2 separate regions of the Salmo salar genome follow, and region 2 is linked to region 1. Evidence: chromatin contacts called from public Hi-C data. All regions are on one chromosome and are shown on one strand. Each heading gives the region's core, a stretch centred on a gene start, on an enhancer-like site or on the middle of the called end of the contact. The rest is flanking DNA. Distances are from core to core; before and after follow the strand shown. Region 1 holds the start of LOC106608977 (myocardin-related transcription factor A). Region 2 holds the start of LOC106608961 (desumoylating isopeptidase 1).

Evidence for each region. A called contact is a pair of places that touch in the nucleus more often than the background predicts.
Region 2: a contact with region 1 is called in a Hi-C map of gill, with 5 times the contacts expected there. The contact joins the promoter of LOC106608961 here to the promoter of LOC106608977 in region 1. A contact is called at or near these places in 3 of 3 Hi-C or Micro-C datasets (blood, gill and muscle).

What each region holds. Positions count from the first base shown.
Region 1 is chrssa01:87,942,465-87,947,302 of Ssal_v3.1, forward strand. LOC106608977 (myocardin-related transcription factor A) reads left to right here and starts at 1,839. Exons shown (of 17, transcript XM_014207289.2): 1 at 1,839-1,971; 2 at 2,886-2,951. It overlaps tha1 (threonine aldolase 1), which reads right to left and starts at 1,834. Exons shown (of 7, transcript XM_014207320.2): 1 at 1,324-1,834; 2 at 899-982; 3 at 583-671; 4 at 302-487; 5 at 73-210. The coding sequence starts at 1,615.
Region 2 is chrssa01:88,125,770-88,130,607 of Ssal_v3.1, forward strand. LOC106608961 (desumoylating isopeptidase 1) reads right to left here and starts at 2,898. Exons shown (of 6, transcript XM_014207226.2): 1 at 2,427-2,898; 2 at 2,187-2,208; 3 at 1,943-2,012; 4 at 1,399-1,508; 5 at 1,141-1,263. The coding sequence starts at 2,517. xrcc6 (X-ray repair complementing defective repair in Chinese hamster cells 6) reads left to right here and starts at 3,724. Exons shown (of 13, transcript NM_001139967.1): 1 at 3,724-3,829; 2 at 4,611-4,702; 3 at 4,787-4,838. The coding sequence starts at 4,633.

The DNA of each region.
Region 1 (4,838 bases), core at 589-3,088:
TGTCTGTCTCACAAATACATAACTCCAGCTGATGGTGTGTGTGTGTGTGTGTGTGTGTGTATGTGTTCTGACCTTGGACAGGCAGACGCTGACGGTGTGTGTGTTTTGTAGGATTGTAGATGGGGCGACTTTCTGGGCAATGGCTGCATTCATCATTCTTGCTCCGTCCATGTGTACAGCCAGTCCATATCTGTCTGCTAACACCTTTACCTGAGGGCGAGACACACAACAAAGCAGTTACACCATACCTCTCTGCAAGACTCTCGAGCACTAACCTGAGGGATACACAACACACACTCACCTCCTGCAGGAAGGGTAGGGGCAGCACACGGCCTCCCTGTATGTTGTGTGTGTTCTCCACACACACCAGGCGTGAGCGGGGGTAGTGGGCGTCGGGGTAACCATGGCGAATCTTGGACTCCAGCTGATCCAGGTCAAAGGTCCCGTCAGGTAGATTGGTCACCATGGTGGAGTGGACACCAGCCAGCTGACACACACATTACAATCACATGTGTTTTTAGTGTGCACTTTAAGTTTGTGTGTGCAGTGGCTGTGTGTGTAATCTGTGTGTGTTCACTATACCTGAGCACTCCCTCCCTGCTCGTAGATGTGGAGGTGTGACAGATCTCCAACAATCATCTCATCTCCTCTCTCTCTGCAGTGCACCATTACTGGACAACATTTAAACACATCCAAAAAATATTACACAATTACTACTAAGGTGATCCACCTTATGCACAGCCATGTAGAACGATCAGCTGTAAACCCATTGCAGATCCATCTCCTCTCACCAACACAACTGAACAACACACACACACACACACACACACACACACACACACACACACACACACACACACACACACACACACACACACACAGCTGGTTATTCTCTCACCTGCTATTAGGTTTGCCATGGTTCCAGATGGGACATAGAGAGCTGCCTCCATCCCAAACACCTCTGCAGCCATCTTCTGGAGCTCTGTACATGCCCATCCAAATTTGCCAAATTAAATCAGGTTCATAAAAATGGAAAGGATGCATCATAAAATGATACAAACAGGTCCATGTCAGTGCAATCAGATCACAGTACCACACTAATGAATTATGCAGTGTGTGCACCCCATGCACTTCACTACAGAATGGGTATTGCACTGTTTTACATACTTTTATTGATCGGCCAGAACTTTGATCGGTGAAAGATCAGTATAAAATAATCAGGTCATAATGATGAGCACCTTCTTACAAATCAGATCTTCACAAATGATTGTTAAGCAACTCCATATGCTTGCCAAAACTCATGCCTCATCTAATTTCTCTGACCATTTACTGTTGGATCCTCCCCGAATACATCATCCCCAACCTCGGCCTCTGCCATGGCCTGACGCATGGCCGCTCCAGGCTTGGTCACTGTGTCGCTACGGAGGTCCACTGTCCGGGTAGAGGATGCCCCGGCCAGGGAAGGGTCCACTGGTTTAGCGGTCTCGTAGTAGAGTCGAGAGGGTCCTCGTCCAAGCCCCACGGGGAACACATGGCGATGTTTTGGTGAGATGACACCCCGGTTTACACAGTGCAACAAGGCACGGGCCAGAATCGTTAACGTTTTTAAAAACATGTTTGCTGTCGTTTTGAGCACCGCAGAAAACCAGTTCACTCATCCATTGTTTTAGCTGTGAACTTTGGATCGTTGTATTCGACAATCATTGATTCGAACTCCAGTGGCTGTCAGGCCAGAGTAATGGAAAAGGATCATAAATATACCAGAAGGTGGCGCCACAGAACATGTATTTTACTCCACCAGCCCACAACACAGAAAGCGTTCATTGCCATGATCTAACCCTGGGTTTAATGTCTATGAATTGAACTTCTCTTCATGCAAAAACAATGCCACAAAGCAAATACATGTATGCCATACATTAATCTATATTATTCCCCAAGCAGTTAACATCTCATCCAGTCGTGTGGTTAGATGTGAGTATATATTTGATACTTTGTTGTTGTAATATAGCTTTGAAACTTCAAATTGTTGCTTACTATAAGGAATTACGGATGTGCCTTTCTAGCTGAGAGAGGAGGGTTTTCCGGTCAAAGTTTCCTTTGTGAGTCGAAGTGGTGCACCACTAAAGCCAAAGGCGTTTACCCTCGTTAACATCATTAATAACAAAAATGATAAGTAGCTAACGAGAACACGCATGAATTTAAATAATAAAGTCACGACACAGAAAGATACCTTGCAATTTGGTTAAAAGCTACAGGCTCCACCGCGTGACTAGACTGACAGGTAGCTGCCAGCATTAGATGCTAAGCTAACTATTTATTGTAGCTAACTGTCTGAAGCGGGGAAGGTGGACTTGTCTACCTATCTTTACTGTCGATATATTCGCATAAAACCAATTTCTGTTTGCTGCTGTGGAAGTATTGGATTTCGTTATTCAATAGTTCTGCGTTGGACCATTCCGGTGAGCTCCCACTACGTAACTAGCTAGTTTGCTAGATAGCTAACGTTAGCTATTTTATTGTTGCTAAAGGGTATTGTGTAACATTAGATACGTTATTTGCTAGCTAGCTGCCACATGAGCCGATGACAGCTGTCGTGACATCCGTGGTTAGCGCAATAGCTAACTGTGGATTTGGTTATCTAATCATACACATTGCCCTTGATACCGACGTTTTAACTAAGTTGTCAGGCCATCATGTTGCACCATACATCTACATACACACATACATAGATAGCTGACCAGGTCCGTGTAATAATAGTTTGTATTCATGTCATGAATGATGATCTGCATCAAGATGGGGATGGAACAAATTATTGATGAATAGTAGGCCTAACTGTAGCAATGTGCTTGGACTAAAGACACTCTCTTTCCCTTCCTCTCCTAAAGCACTCATCCCAACTGTGCTGAAATGGAAAAACCCTCCCATTTGTTTTCAAGTATTTAGAGGAACAGGTAAGTTCACATTTCCTGTTAAACATCCAGTCCCATCACTAATTTCCTGTTGTCAGAACAGAGCGTAGCCAGATCTCTATTTACCTTCCACTGATGAATGTAACTTATAGATATAGCTATAATACATCACATTTCTCCTGAGACAAGCTTGTGACAGATGAAGACTGCTAACAGTCAGTGTTCCTATTCATTAGTAGCTGTTTTGCACTTCTAAGATGCAAAACCCACATTCTAGCCAGGTGGGAGGCGTGCCTGCTGTGTTACTTTGTGAACGTGATGAGCACAGATCTGCACAGAGTAGTGTAGGCGTGCAGTTGGAGGAATGCCAGAGAACTGTCCCTTCCCAATGCCATTATGTCAGCACAATGCACTACATGTTTCAACAATAACCCTCATACAGGAGAGGTGCTGGCAATGCCAAAACAACCATCAGAGATCCAGATCATATCTTTTTGTGATAATGTATCAAATGAACCTGATATTGATGTTTGCGTGTTATATAAGATATCTTTGTTGCTGTGAGAACTTGTGTGCTCAAGGATTGTGATCAACGACATGGTGACAACACATTCACCTCCAAAACTTGACTATGTTCTGAAAATACATTGTTATTATGACATTACGCCACCTATTGCATTGATTGTGATGTGTTCTATTGTGACTCTACCATATCTTGCATTGCAACATTATTCAAGTTCTACTGCTGCACCTCATCCACACTCAAGAAAGTTGAGTTCTTGACTTGCATTGTGATGCATTGCATTGTGATGCATTGCATTGTGACATTTATTGTGTTTTGCTGCATTATGACATCATCCACCAAATGTTTAGTTCTTAGATTACATTGTGAAGTATTTCTTTGTGACACACCGTTTTAGCCTATTTGAGTTCTACTCAGTGGTGTAAATTACTTTTACTTCACTACTTTTACTTCACTATATTCCTATAGAAAATATTGTCCTTTTTTTCTCCATACATTTTCCCTGACACCCAAAAGTACTTGTTACATTTTGAATGCTTAGCAGGACAGGAAAATGGTGAAATTCACACACTTTTCAAGAAAATACGTGGGCATCCCTACTGCCTATGGTCTGGCGGACCCAATAAACACAAATGCATATTTTGTAAATAATGTTGGAGTGTGCCCCTGGCTATCCGTAAATTGTAAAAATAAGAAAATGGTGCTGTCTGCTTTGCTTAATATAAGGATTTTTAAAATGTATTTATACTTTTATTTCTACTTTTGATACTTAAGTATATTTAAAGCCAAATAATTTTAGACTTTTACTCAAGTAGTATTTTACTGGGTGACTAACTTACTTGAATGACTTTCTATTAAGGTATCTATACTTTTACTCAAGTATGACAATTGGGTACTTTTTCCACCGCTGGTTCTACTACTGCATAGGGCTGGGAATTGCTAGGGACCGCACGAAACAATATTATCATGATACTTGGGTGCTGATGTGATATGTATTGCAATTCTCATATTTCTATATGCATTGAGATTCAATACTGTGATTTTATTGCAGTTCTATGGTCCAAACATATTGCTCACCATATGTCTACTGCAGAGGGATGAGAGAGCCATGAGAAAACGATTTTTGATCAGTCATGGAAATAAAAGTGCTGAAGAAAATGTGGCTCCCTATTTAAAAAGATGATGTAGAACAAGCTATGAAGGAAAAATACTGTAGTTTCAGTGCAGGTACAGCCAGCTAGCGCAAAGATGATATTGTCAAACTATACGATATATCGGCAAAAAATAATATAGTTAAATATAATTCCAGTTCGCTGCAGCTAGCGACTGGAACGAGCTGCAAAAAACACTCAAACTGGACAGTTATCTCCATCTCTTCATTCAAAGACTCAATCATGGACACTCTT
Region 2 (4,838 bases), core at 1,648-4,147, 180 kb after region 1:
GTCATTATGGCCAAACAGTTCTATTTTTGTTTCATCAGACCAGAGGATATTTCTCCAAAAACTACGATCTTTGTCCCCATGTGCAGTTGCAAACCGTAGTCTGGCTTTTTTATGGCAGTTTTGGAGCAGTGGCTTCTTCCTTGCTGAGCGGCCTTTCAGGTTATGTCGATATAGGACTCATTTGACTGTGGATATAGATACTTTTGTACCTGTTTCCTCCAGCATCTTCACAAGGTCCTTTGCTGTTGTTCTGGGATTGATTTGCACTTTTCGCACCAAAGTACGTTCATCTCTAGGAGACAGAACACGTCTCCTTCCTGAGCGGTATGACAGCTGCGGGGTCCCATGGTGTTTATACTTGCATACTATCGTTTGTACAGATGAACGTGGTACCTTCAGGCATTTGGAAATTGCTCCCAAGGATGAACCAGACTTGTGGAGGTCTACAATTTTTTTCTGAGGACTTGGCTGATTTCTTTTGATTTTCCAGTTGTGTCAAGCAAAGAGGCACTGAGTTTGAAGGTAGCCCTTGAAATACATCCACAGGTATTACTCCAATTGACTCAAATTATGTCAATTAGCCTATCAGAAGCTAAAGCCATGACACCATTTTCTGGAATTTTCCAAGCTGTTTAAAGGCACAGTCAACTTAGTGTATGCAAACTTCTGACCCACTGGAATTGTGATACAGTGAATTATAAGTAAAATAATCTGTCTGTAAACAATTGTTGGGAAAATTACTTGTGTCATGCACGAAGTAGATGTCCTTACCGACTTGCCAAAAATATAGTTTAATAAGAAATTTGTGGAGTGGTTGAAAAACAAGGTTTAATGACTCCAACCTAAGTGTAAGTAAACTTCCGACTTCAACTGTGTGTATATATTTATAGTGTCTACACTCTACATGTGAACAGAGACTTGTCCTCCTTCCATATTTTTCTCTTTATTCAGACAGTATTGAAAGTAGATTTAGAGTTACAGGTCGAGGAGAGACAGCATGAAAGTGTCAGTGGTGGAATTCTTACCCATGAACAATATGTGCTCGACTATCGCTGTGCCATGCTCCCGCACTACACTAAATGTCTGACAACAGGTTCTTGTTGCTATAGAGACAGGGGAGGGGAGAGAGGTGTAACTCACGTGGAGAGCACTTCAGCCGGCAGGTCTGTGATGTGGCAGGGGATCTTGCTGCCAGTGAGGAACTGGGCCACTTCGTTACTGAACGTGTTACAGTTCCACTCAAACAGATGGTATTGGTTCCCCCTACAGATAAAGAAGATGTGAGGCAAAGATAGGAACAGAGTAAAGGGAGAAAGAGAGGGAGAGAGACTGCACATCGCCATTACGTGTGGAGTTGAGATCCACAAGGTTGAGATCAACCAGGTACCACAGCCTCACCTGTACGTGGACTCTCCCAGTGAAGACAGGTACTCCATAAAGATCTCCTCAGTCACCTCTGTGGTGCCCAGGTCTATTATGGAGTTGGGTTGTCCTAGGGACGTTCCGCCCTAAAAACACACAACAAATACAAACAGCTTGTAAGGGGAAAGGGGATGCCTAGTCAGTTGTACAATCGAATGCATTTAACCCAACCCCTCTGAATCATAGAGGTGCGGAGGGGTGCCTTAAATTGACCAGGGAGCAGGTGTTGTTGGGGATTTAACTGCCTTGCAGAACGGCACATTTTTCCAACTTGCAGGCTTGGGAATTCAAACCAGCAACCTGTTGGTTACTGGCCCAACACTCTTAACCGCTAGGCTACCTGCCACCTGCTTGCTCAGTTGTCCTCCAATAGCCCATATGCAGCCCCAGGATTCGTTTTCTATCACAACTAACAGGATCTATGCTTGGGGTAACTAACTTAGACTTATGTACACCAATAAGAAAGAGATTTACAGGTCTAGTTTATGTTAGGAAGGAATAGAATAAAACGTTGTCTTACAGGTGGGCAGTTTGTGATGCCATCTCCCCCATAGAAAAACTCCTCTCCATGTACAACTATAGCAGTGTGCCTAAGTGAGAGGAAAAAGGCTACAGTTTATTTCACATAAAGACAGATTCCCAATTAACAGACTTAAAAACACTGGGGGAATATAATATAAATATTTAAAGGTGTACATAACTTGACCTTTGTCCTCACTAAAATAAGGATTTCAATCATTCAAAAAAATACATAATTTACTCACCATATTCCATCAAGCTGTTTACCTGTGAATATAACAGAATAGTTGATAACGTTATACATTAAGTTTACATTTTGTAGCGAACTTGGGGTACATAAGATACAGAAATTGATTCTAAATTCAGCGCATAGGCCTAAAATGCATCCTCGGCCTCTGCTCATCAATCCAAACTCTACATCCGCGGGTAAAACAATGTATATTCCAAGCAAAACTAGTTAGCTAACTAACGCGTTAGCAACTTACCTAGCATGAGGGGGCTCAGCTGGCGAGCCATTCCTTTAGATATGTCGTAAACATACAGTTTCACAGCGTACGAGGTGTTATTTGGATCCATAATTCAGCTTGATGGTGTAAAATTAGGTTGAGTGCTGTGTTGTCTTCAATGTGTACGAACTAGCTAGCTAGTGTTATCTAGCTAGCTATCCGACTAGTTAACGTAGTGTTATCTAACGTAACTAGTTAAGTTACTATAGTTCGTTCTGGTTCCGCAAATAGAAAAACACAAATAGTCCGAAATGCCTTATGTTGGGAAAAATAAAAAGGCATATAGTAGCTAAGCTTAATTACAACGAATATCTATCTAATAATTGAGGCAAATTCACGACAGTACGAAGCTCTTAGCTAACATGCTAGTCAGCTGTTGCTGTGTCACTGTGACTCAAAACAAAATAGATCTGTCAAAATTGCCCATAGATACATATGGCTTAAAAAACAGCCAATGAATGGATAGAGTGAGACTGGGACACCTGTGTGAAGCTAGCAACAATAAGAATTGGCCACAATAGTGGAATGTGGGGTTCGCGTTCAAAATAAAAGTTACCCATTGCAATATGCAAATGTATACAAATAGTGGAATAATGCCATATTTGGACTAGATCATCCTAAACAAGTTTGGAATATTGATATATAAATTCAACAAAAGACAATAAGTTGTTAATTTGACGCCAACAAGTTTTTTTTAAGTGTTTCAGCATATTATGTGTTTGATTTGATAGTGCTTATTATAAGTATGCCCCCAATGCAATACAGAAGTCTAATTACATCCACAGTGCGATTTCAACTGACTCTTTACTTTTTTTTGTCAAATGAACTACTTATTGTATTTTGAATGTATATAAAAACATTACAACCTTGTTTGGCATCTAGTCCAAATAGGTATTATTCCACTATTTGTATTCATTTGCATGTTTCAATGGGGGAATCTTATTTTGAAGGGAAACTGCAAATTCCACAATCCGTATTGTGGCTAGCTTCAAATAGTTGACCGTGACGACCTACATCGTCAAAGCGTCTGATAAAATATTATGAAATGGACGCAAGAATCCGTAATAAAATTAAGAAATCTTGTGTTTATGCAAGTGAGTTTTACGATTGATATGACAAATATTTTGACGATATTTGTTTCATAAATCGTCTCTACCTCAATAGCACAGTAGATGGCGCTATGCACATTTGGCTTTACATGAACCCACCAACATTTTCACCATAGAAAAAGTAATGCGCTTTCAGGTCGCAACTGACGACGTAATTAAAACCAGTGACACGACTATGGTCTGATATCAACACCTGCATCAAGACAAAACAAGGCTTGTAGCTAACTATTTCCACCGAAACCACTTTTGTAACAGCATACATTCGGCCATAAGGTATGCTTTCATTCGGCTGTATAGTTTAAATGAGAGTGCATTCTTATTTATGCTGATACGTGGATGCTAAGATAACCATATACCGTTTAGAAACTCTGTGATTATATTCAAAAAGTTGTCTGCCGCCTAATTCCCCGACGCTCCCCCAAATGTTCTGTCTAAACGCAAATGCAGGTGTTGGATACAGTTTTGGAAACATTTGGAAGTTAACTTGAATATAAGTGGGGGAAAAAAATAATAAAATACAAAAGACTTACCGCATGCAGTTTTGAAAGTTGCACACGGCTGTATTTTTAAGAAACACCGGAAATGTGGAACGTATTGGTGTAATGGAGGTATTGTAGCTGAGGCAGTGTGTGAAAACAGCCGGGTGCAACTTTGCTAAACAGTAAAATTGTGTTTTGTATTTTAAATATTATTTCTCGCATATATGAAAGTTACATTCCAAAGGTTTACAAAACCTTATCGCAAGAGGCGTATTTGCGCTTAGAGTGTCGGGAGTAAACAGAGTGTCGGGATTGTGGTTCACATGGGGAGGGAGAGTAGCTGTGGTCCATACTATCAGCTAAGAACCCAAAAGGGGGGGGAACTGTAAAGTGGGTATACCCCCCTTGAGTTCTCAAGAACTAACTAGCCACTTACCCAAAAGGTGACTGGAGTGCCACATTAAATTTACCCCGACATCATCTGGTATTACCTGATCAGAGTTGTATAACAACCACAGTTCTCTCACACACTGTGTGTGTGTGCACGTATGCGTTTGTTTCCTTGTTACTTTCAGGGCAAGACTAGTACATGTCCCAATGGCACAGTGGAACGACTACCACCATGAGGATGAAGATGTGGATGGAGAGGAAAGGGATGAGTCTGGAGGTAAGACCAACATTGATGGTGATTGAATGGATCAATACTGAATAGAATGGGGGTTAGCATATGTAATGTAATCCCTCTCCACAGTGGACTATAAGAGCACAGGCCGTGACAGCCTGGTGTTTCTGGTGGATGCTTC